Regions from separate parts of the Sus scrofa genome. Here region 2 is linked to region 1. Evidence: chromatin contacts called from public Hi-C data. All regions are on one chromosome and are shown on one strand. Each heading gives the region's core, a stretch centred on a gene start, on an enhancer-like site or on the middle of the called end of the contact. The rest is flanking DNA. Distances are from core to core; before and after follow the strand shown. Region 1 has its middle 60 kb from the start of GGTA1P. Region 2 overlaps DAB2IP (disabled homolog 2-interacting protein).

Region 1 (2,885 bases), core at 325-2,824:
TGTGTCCACCACCCTCTGTGTGCAGGGGAGGGGCTGAGGCAGCCTCCAGCCACGGCAGCTTATTTCCCCAAGCAGCAGAGCCCAGTGGGGGGGCACAGTTGTACCGTGCCCTGCCCACCCACAGAGCACCTCTGCCATGTCCTCAGGCACCCCAAAAGGAAGGGGCCAGCGAATTCCTGCTGTGGCTCAGCGGAAACAAACCCAACTAGTATCCATGAGGATGTGGGTTTGATCCCTGGCGTTGTTCAGTGGGTTAAGGATCCGGCATTGCCGTGAGCAGTGGTGTAGGTTGCAGACGCTGCTCAGATCCCGTATTGCTGTAGTGTAGGCCAGCAGCTACAGCTCCAATTGGACCCCTAGCCTGGGAAATTCCATGTGCCACAGGTGTGGCCCTAAAAAGAAAAAAAAAAAAAAAAAAAAAAAAAAAGGGCTGAATCACTTTGCCATACACCTGAAACTAATAAAATTTTGTCAATTAACTATACTACAATTTTTTTAAGTGATTAAAAAAATAAACAAAAAGGGAAGGGCCCTCGATGCGCATTCAGGAACATTGGTTCACACACAAGAATTCATAAAGCACCTATGAGGTGCCACCCTGGCCCTGAGAAAGCAATGATGATCCAGGCAGACAACCTCTGCCCTCCAGAGACCCACCATCCAAAGGGAGAAGCAGGCAATCAGCGTGTCATTAGAGTCAAGTGTGGCATTAGGTCAGAGGGGCTTCTAAATGAGGCAACATTTACATAGGTCTGAAGGATGAGTCAGAGTTAGCCAAGTAAAAAGGGGGTTGGAAAAGTGTTTGAACAAATGGGAACAGCATGCTAAGGGCTCAGAGGTGAGAGAGAGCATGATTGGTAGGAGGGAAATGAAGGATTCAGTGTGATGGAGCTCTTGGGGTACCAGGTGGTGGTGGGTTGGGGGTGTGGTGGTGGTGAAGAACCTCAGGAGGCAGACTTAGGAATGTGGACCTTCTCCTGAGGGCAATGGGAAGCCATGGAGTGTCTTAAGCAGGTAGCGACTTGCTCAGATTTACATGTGGGAGACTTCAGAGATAGAGATGAGAAACACCCATTCACAACCCAGAGAGACCCAGGATTAATCAGTCACCCAAGGCGAGACCCCCCTCCACCCTCCTGCAGCTCCCTTGACAGGTGAGGTGGGTCAACATGGCTTGCACCCCTGCAGGGACTGAGAACTCACTACCTCTGGAGACAGGTCCATGATTTAGCAGGCTCCGTGAGAGCGCCACAGGCCTGCTCTGGGAATCCGGTCAGGGCACTGGGATACCTGAGGGCATTTAACTCAGCGCGAGGTGGGTCGGGCGGCAGCACGGCGGCGCGGATAATAGCCCGGCAGCTGGCGCTGAAAGGCTCCCGAGCCACCTACGGGGGAGACTGGCTCGTTGCGTGCGAGCGCTCCGGATGCCACCTGGTAAGGCTGTCGGCAGGATGCTGAAGAAATAAATCTGTTCCTGAAGATGCGCCGCCCCCCTCCCCACCGCGACAGCACCGCACTCCCTCCCACCACCACTCCTGCCTCTTCCGGGAGCGGCTGAACCTGCCCCGCAGCGCCACCGTGTGGGCGACGCGGGTCAGGACAGCAGGAGGTCGGTCAGCTTCTGGTACTAAGCGCTGGGTGAAGAGCCCACATTCTATAAGGCCTTTCAGGGCTGCAAGCCACACCAGGTCCTATTCTCATTACATTTAAAAAATGTATTTCTTCAGAATGGAAATATATTTGTGGATTATTATTTGTATTTATTTAAGTAATACATGATTACTGAAAAAAAAATGAACTCTGTAGACTTCATATAAAGCAGAAACTGAGTTTCCTCCCCACATTCAAACCCCCCCCAGCCCCAGACATCCACTGATTGCGTTTTGGCAAATAGACTTCTAGATTTTTCTCTATAGAGAAAACATATGTATATATTTCTATTTGTCTCACTTATTTTGTTTCCTTTTCTTTATTTTTAATATACATATACATGTATGCAAATGAGATCATATTACATGTGCCTGTTTTATTACTTGCTTTGGTTTATTTTATTTTTGGTCACATTTGTGGCACCTGGAAGTTCCCCATCCAGGAATCAAATCCAAGCCGCAGCTGTAAACTATGCCACAGCTTAACCCACTATGCCGCAGTGGGAATTCCCCACTTGCATTGTTTTTAAAATTTTTTTTGTTAACTATAGAGATAAAAGAATATTTATCTAACGTACGTACAGTATATGAATCAAATTGAAACAAACCCTGCGTGACCATCACCCAATTTAAGAATATTTGGAGTTTCCATCGTGGCGCAGCAGAAATGAATCTGACTAGGAAAAATGAAGTTGCAGGTTCGATCCCTGGCCTTGCTCAGTGGGTAGAGGATCCGTCATTGCAGTGAGCTGTGGTGTAGGTCACAGACACAGCTCAGATTCTGCATTGCTTCGGCTGTGGTGTAGACAGACCTGCAGCTGTAGCTCCGATTTGACCCCTAGCCTGGGAACCTCCATATGCCTCGGGAGCGGCCCAAGAAATGGCAAAAAGACAAAAAAAAAAAAAAAAAAAAAAAAAAAAGAAAGAAAGAAAAATTTCTCTCCTTTCTCATCCCACTCTGGATTGATTCGTGTGTGTGTGTGTGTGTGTGTGCGCGCACGCGCTTTTTAGGGCTACACACGAGGTGTGTGGACGTTCTTAGGCTAGGAGTCCAATTGGAGATGCAGCTGCCAGCCTACGCCACAGCCACAGCAACGCTGTGGGAATAAGACCACATCTGTGACCACAGCTCATGCAAACCCTGATACTTAACCCACTGAGCGGATTGAACCTGTGTCCTCATGGAAACTGGTTGGGTTCGTTACCACTGAACTCCTGATTTGGTATCTTTTATTA
Region 2 (3,266 bases), core at 657-3,156, 180 kb before region 1:
GTCCTCAGGGTAGCTGCTCATTCAAGGCCAAGTCCCGAGAGCAGCACCTTGGTGCTCGCCCAGAATCTCTGAGAAACACCCTGCTCTTGCTTTGTCCAGGTATGGGGAGCTCCCTCCATCTCTCCCAAGGTCAGGGCTTATCCTACCCTCCAAGGCTGCACCCTCCACCGTGGCCCCATTCCTCTCAGATCGGCCCAGACACAGCTGATTCTCTAGACCCTCAACAGCTCCCAGGGACTAGAGGCCCTGTGTCCCCTGCAGCCCCCCCCACCCCACTCCAGGCCAGCTGCTCAGGAAGCTGTGTGCTCCATTCCAGGGAACCCTCACGCTTCCTCGGAAGGGGGTGCTGCACAGACAGGAGAGGCGAGGCCACAGGGAGTGAGGCCTGCCTTGAGCCTCCCTGCCTCTGAGAGCTGTCTTGGTCAGGGCCTGGGGGGCAGCAAAGGTGGGGAGCAGTGCCCTCCCACCGGAAGGGTCCTCTGCCCAACACAGTGTCACCCCCGCCCTCGGTTCTCCCCTCGCAGCCTATGGAGAACCAAGCCACAGTGTCTTAACCTGGGGTTGAGCCCTCCGCAAAACCAGCCCCTCACCCCACATCCTGGCAATCACCAAGACTCTCCTCCCCAGCTGGCCCCTGGCCCTCCCTCCCTCTGGGGGGCCTCCGCCCAGCTTCCCCTCCACGTCTCTGCCTGACCACAGCCTTTTTCCTCAGCCTCAAGTCCAGTCCGAATGCAGCCACCATCACGCTGGCCCTGATCTCTCCAGACAGATGAGCATTTACTACCAGGCCCGGGGGGCTGAACCCCACCCCACACCACCTTCCCACCTCTCTCCTCACCTAATTCTCACGGGAACCCAGCGGGACTGAGGTACTGTACCTCAGAGAGGCCAGGTGGCTTGTCCAAGATTGCACAGGTGGCAGGTGGCCAAATGGGATTTGAACCCCATTCAACAGACTCCAAGCTTGACTGCATTGGCCCAAGCCTTGCCTTCCCCACTGCCCACGGGCGGCGCACAGGGCCACAAGCCAGCTGACCTGCACACCGTGCCCGCTCATTCCAGGTCGGAGAGGAAGAGAAACGTGGGCACGCCAGAGGCAGGGCGGAGCTGCTGGTGGAGATACAGCCAGGCCCCAACAGCAGCTCATTGTGAGGCTGGAGCAGGAACAACGGGACATTGTCCCCGTCCCCCGGCTGCAGCCTTATCTGATAGCCTTCCAGCCAACCCATGAGCTGTTTTTCAACTCCATCCTTTTTTTCTCTTAAAAGGTTAGTGACACAGAGGTTGAGCAAATTCCCCATTATTTCAGGGAGGGAGGGGACCTGAAAATAAACTTCTGATAATTAAAACGCCCTATGTGACATGGGAAGGAGATTCCCAGCTAGGAGCTGGGTAAGCTGAGAGTGGGACAGGGACAGCCTGGGAAGTAAGAGGCTCAGAATCTTCCTCCAGAACTCAAGTGGGCAGAGGGAGCTGCTGAGCAGGCCCCAGAGGGCAGGGCTGAGACCAGGAGAGGCTGATTCCAGCTCAGTCACACTGTCCCCAAATGGGCCAGGCTGGTTCGATTCTAGAGAGGTGGACACCCCGCCTCTGGAAGCGTGCTAGCCAGAAGACCTCTTTCAGATCCGCCACAGAGGGGCTGTCCCATGACAGGCAGGCTGCAGCGTATGCCCAGGAATAAACACACACCTGCAGCTGGGGACAGGCAGCAGGGCAGGAGGCCCTAATGACAAATCTAGCCCCCGCTTCCCTATAAAGCACACAACCTTAAGTACTTTAAACTCGTTCAAGTCTCCAGGCCTCCGCTTCCCCATCTATAAGTGGGGAGAAGTGACACACCTTCTCACAGAGCTGCTGCGACAATCAACTGAGACGACGCAGGGGAGGTGCTCGGCAGAGCAGGGGTCAAGGCCACTCAGGACAGTCTGCTCTGTTCACTGCCTCATGGCCAGGCACCCCTAGAGGAGCGAGGGCACAGCTGTGAACCAGGCCGACGAAGGACTACATGCTGTTACCAAGGCTGATGTTTCTAGGATAGGTGACACCCCTCAAGTTTGGGGTGACGAGACAGGGACTTCACAGACCATTCTGTTCCTTTTTCCCCTGACCAAACCAATCTCTTACCTTTTCCAGGCCTCAGTTTGTCCCATCTGCAAACAAACTCTACCCAAATGCTCTGGGATGCTGCCTTCCCCCCACCCCCCCTCCAAAGACCCATAAAAGCCCTTAATTTCCTGAAGTGAAAGGAAAAGAGAAGAGGATGCCTGGGGGTGGGCGGGAGATCCTGCTGAGCGGCCACTTCAGCCCCTCTGTCTGTGACTACGAGAGAGCAGAATCCCCAGCCCCGCTTCCCACCCACACCCCCGTGTGGTCTCAGGCCCCTGCCCACGGCCACAACCATGCCTGGAGGGGGACAGAAATTCTGGACAAGGTTGGTCTCTACGGAGGAGGTGTCCACTGAGGGCTGGCAGGACCTGTGGTCTCTGGAGTCAGGTCAGAACATGCCAGCCATGCCTCCACCTGTCACAGCCAGGCAGGTCCAGGGAACTGTGCTGGAAACTTGTGGCCACAATATAAGGGGCCAGGTCCTGGGGCACAGTCAGGGTGAGGGCAACGACCTCCTGGGAATTAAGCAGCAGGAAACAAACAGCACAGCCTCCCCGCCCTGGAATATTCAGCAGAGCCACCTCTTCCCCAGGCCCAGCCTTGTCCCGCTGGCCTGGGAACCAGCTGCTGAGGCCAGTGCTCCCTCCTGGCCCCGCTGGGGTCCCAAGGGAGGGGAGAAGAATGTAGTAGCCTGGTGGCCCCCAGGGCCCTGGGGAGACAGAGCCTGTCCTTAAAAGGCAGGGAGGCTGGCCGCACTGCCTGGGAAGACAGAGCCTGGAGGCACGGTCCCTCTCGCCCTGGGTTCTGAGGCAACGGGGCAAGTCCCAGCAGCCCCTAGAATTGGCGTGATCTGTCCCCATACTCCTACTGAGCCCCAGGAGCCTGTGCGTCCCAACACCAACAGGGCTGAGCTGGAAAAGGAGGGTCCACACCCTGGCAACCAGGACAAGATGGCTCCCCACGGGCCACGGTTACTGTGCAGCCCGAGGCCTGGCTCCTGGGGACCAGATATGCAGGATGGTCCATGCTGCGGCAGCCTGGACTTAGCAGGCAGTGCTGTGACAGGTGCTCTGACCAAGGCACCCACATCACTGCACAGCCCTGGACCAAAGGAGGCGCCGCCCCAGCAGAAACGGGGAGCATAGCTCCAGTAGGTCTGA

What was found. A called contact is a pair of places that touch in the nucleus more often than the background predicts.
Region 2: a Hi-C map of retroperitoneal adipose tissue shows a contact between it and region 1, with 1.7 times the contacts expected there. The contact joins two enhancer-like sites. A contact is called at or near these places in 3 of 47 Hi-C or Micro-C datasets (embryonic fibroblasts, epiblast stem cells and retroperitoneal adipose tissue) and 1 of 2 datasets of contacts at active chromatin or transcription factors (skeletal muscle).

Annotation. Positions count from the first base shown.
Region 1 is chr1:261,646,065-261,648,949 of Sscrofa11.1, reverse strand. No RefSeq gene overlaps it. Among named protein-coding and RNA genes, the nearest start is that of GGTA1P, 60 kb to the right of the region's middle. Within about 2 kb of position 1,574, at least 15 of the 83 cell types and tissues checked have an H3K27ac peak or open chromatin away from gene starts, as enhancers often do. A contact at or near this core is called in retroperitoneal adipose tissue, where this site is marked.
Region 2 is chr1:261,825,136-261,828,401 of Sscrofa11.1, reverse strand. All of the region lies in intron 3 of DAB2IP (disabled homolog 2-interacting protein), which reads right to left. Among named protein-coding and RNA genes, the nearest start is that of DAB2IP, 94 kb to the right of the region's middle. Within about 2 kb of position 1,906, at least 25 of the 83 cell types and tissues checked have an H3K27ac peak or open chromatin away from gene starts, as enhancers often do. A contact at or near this core is called in retroperitoneal adipose tissue, where this site is marked.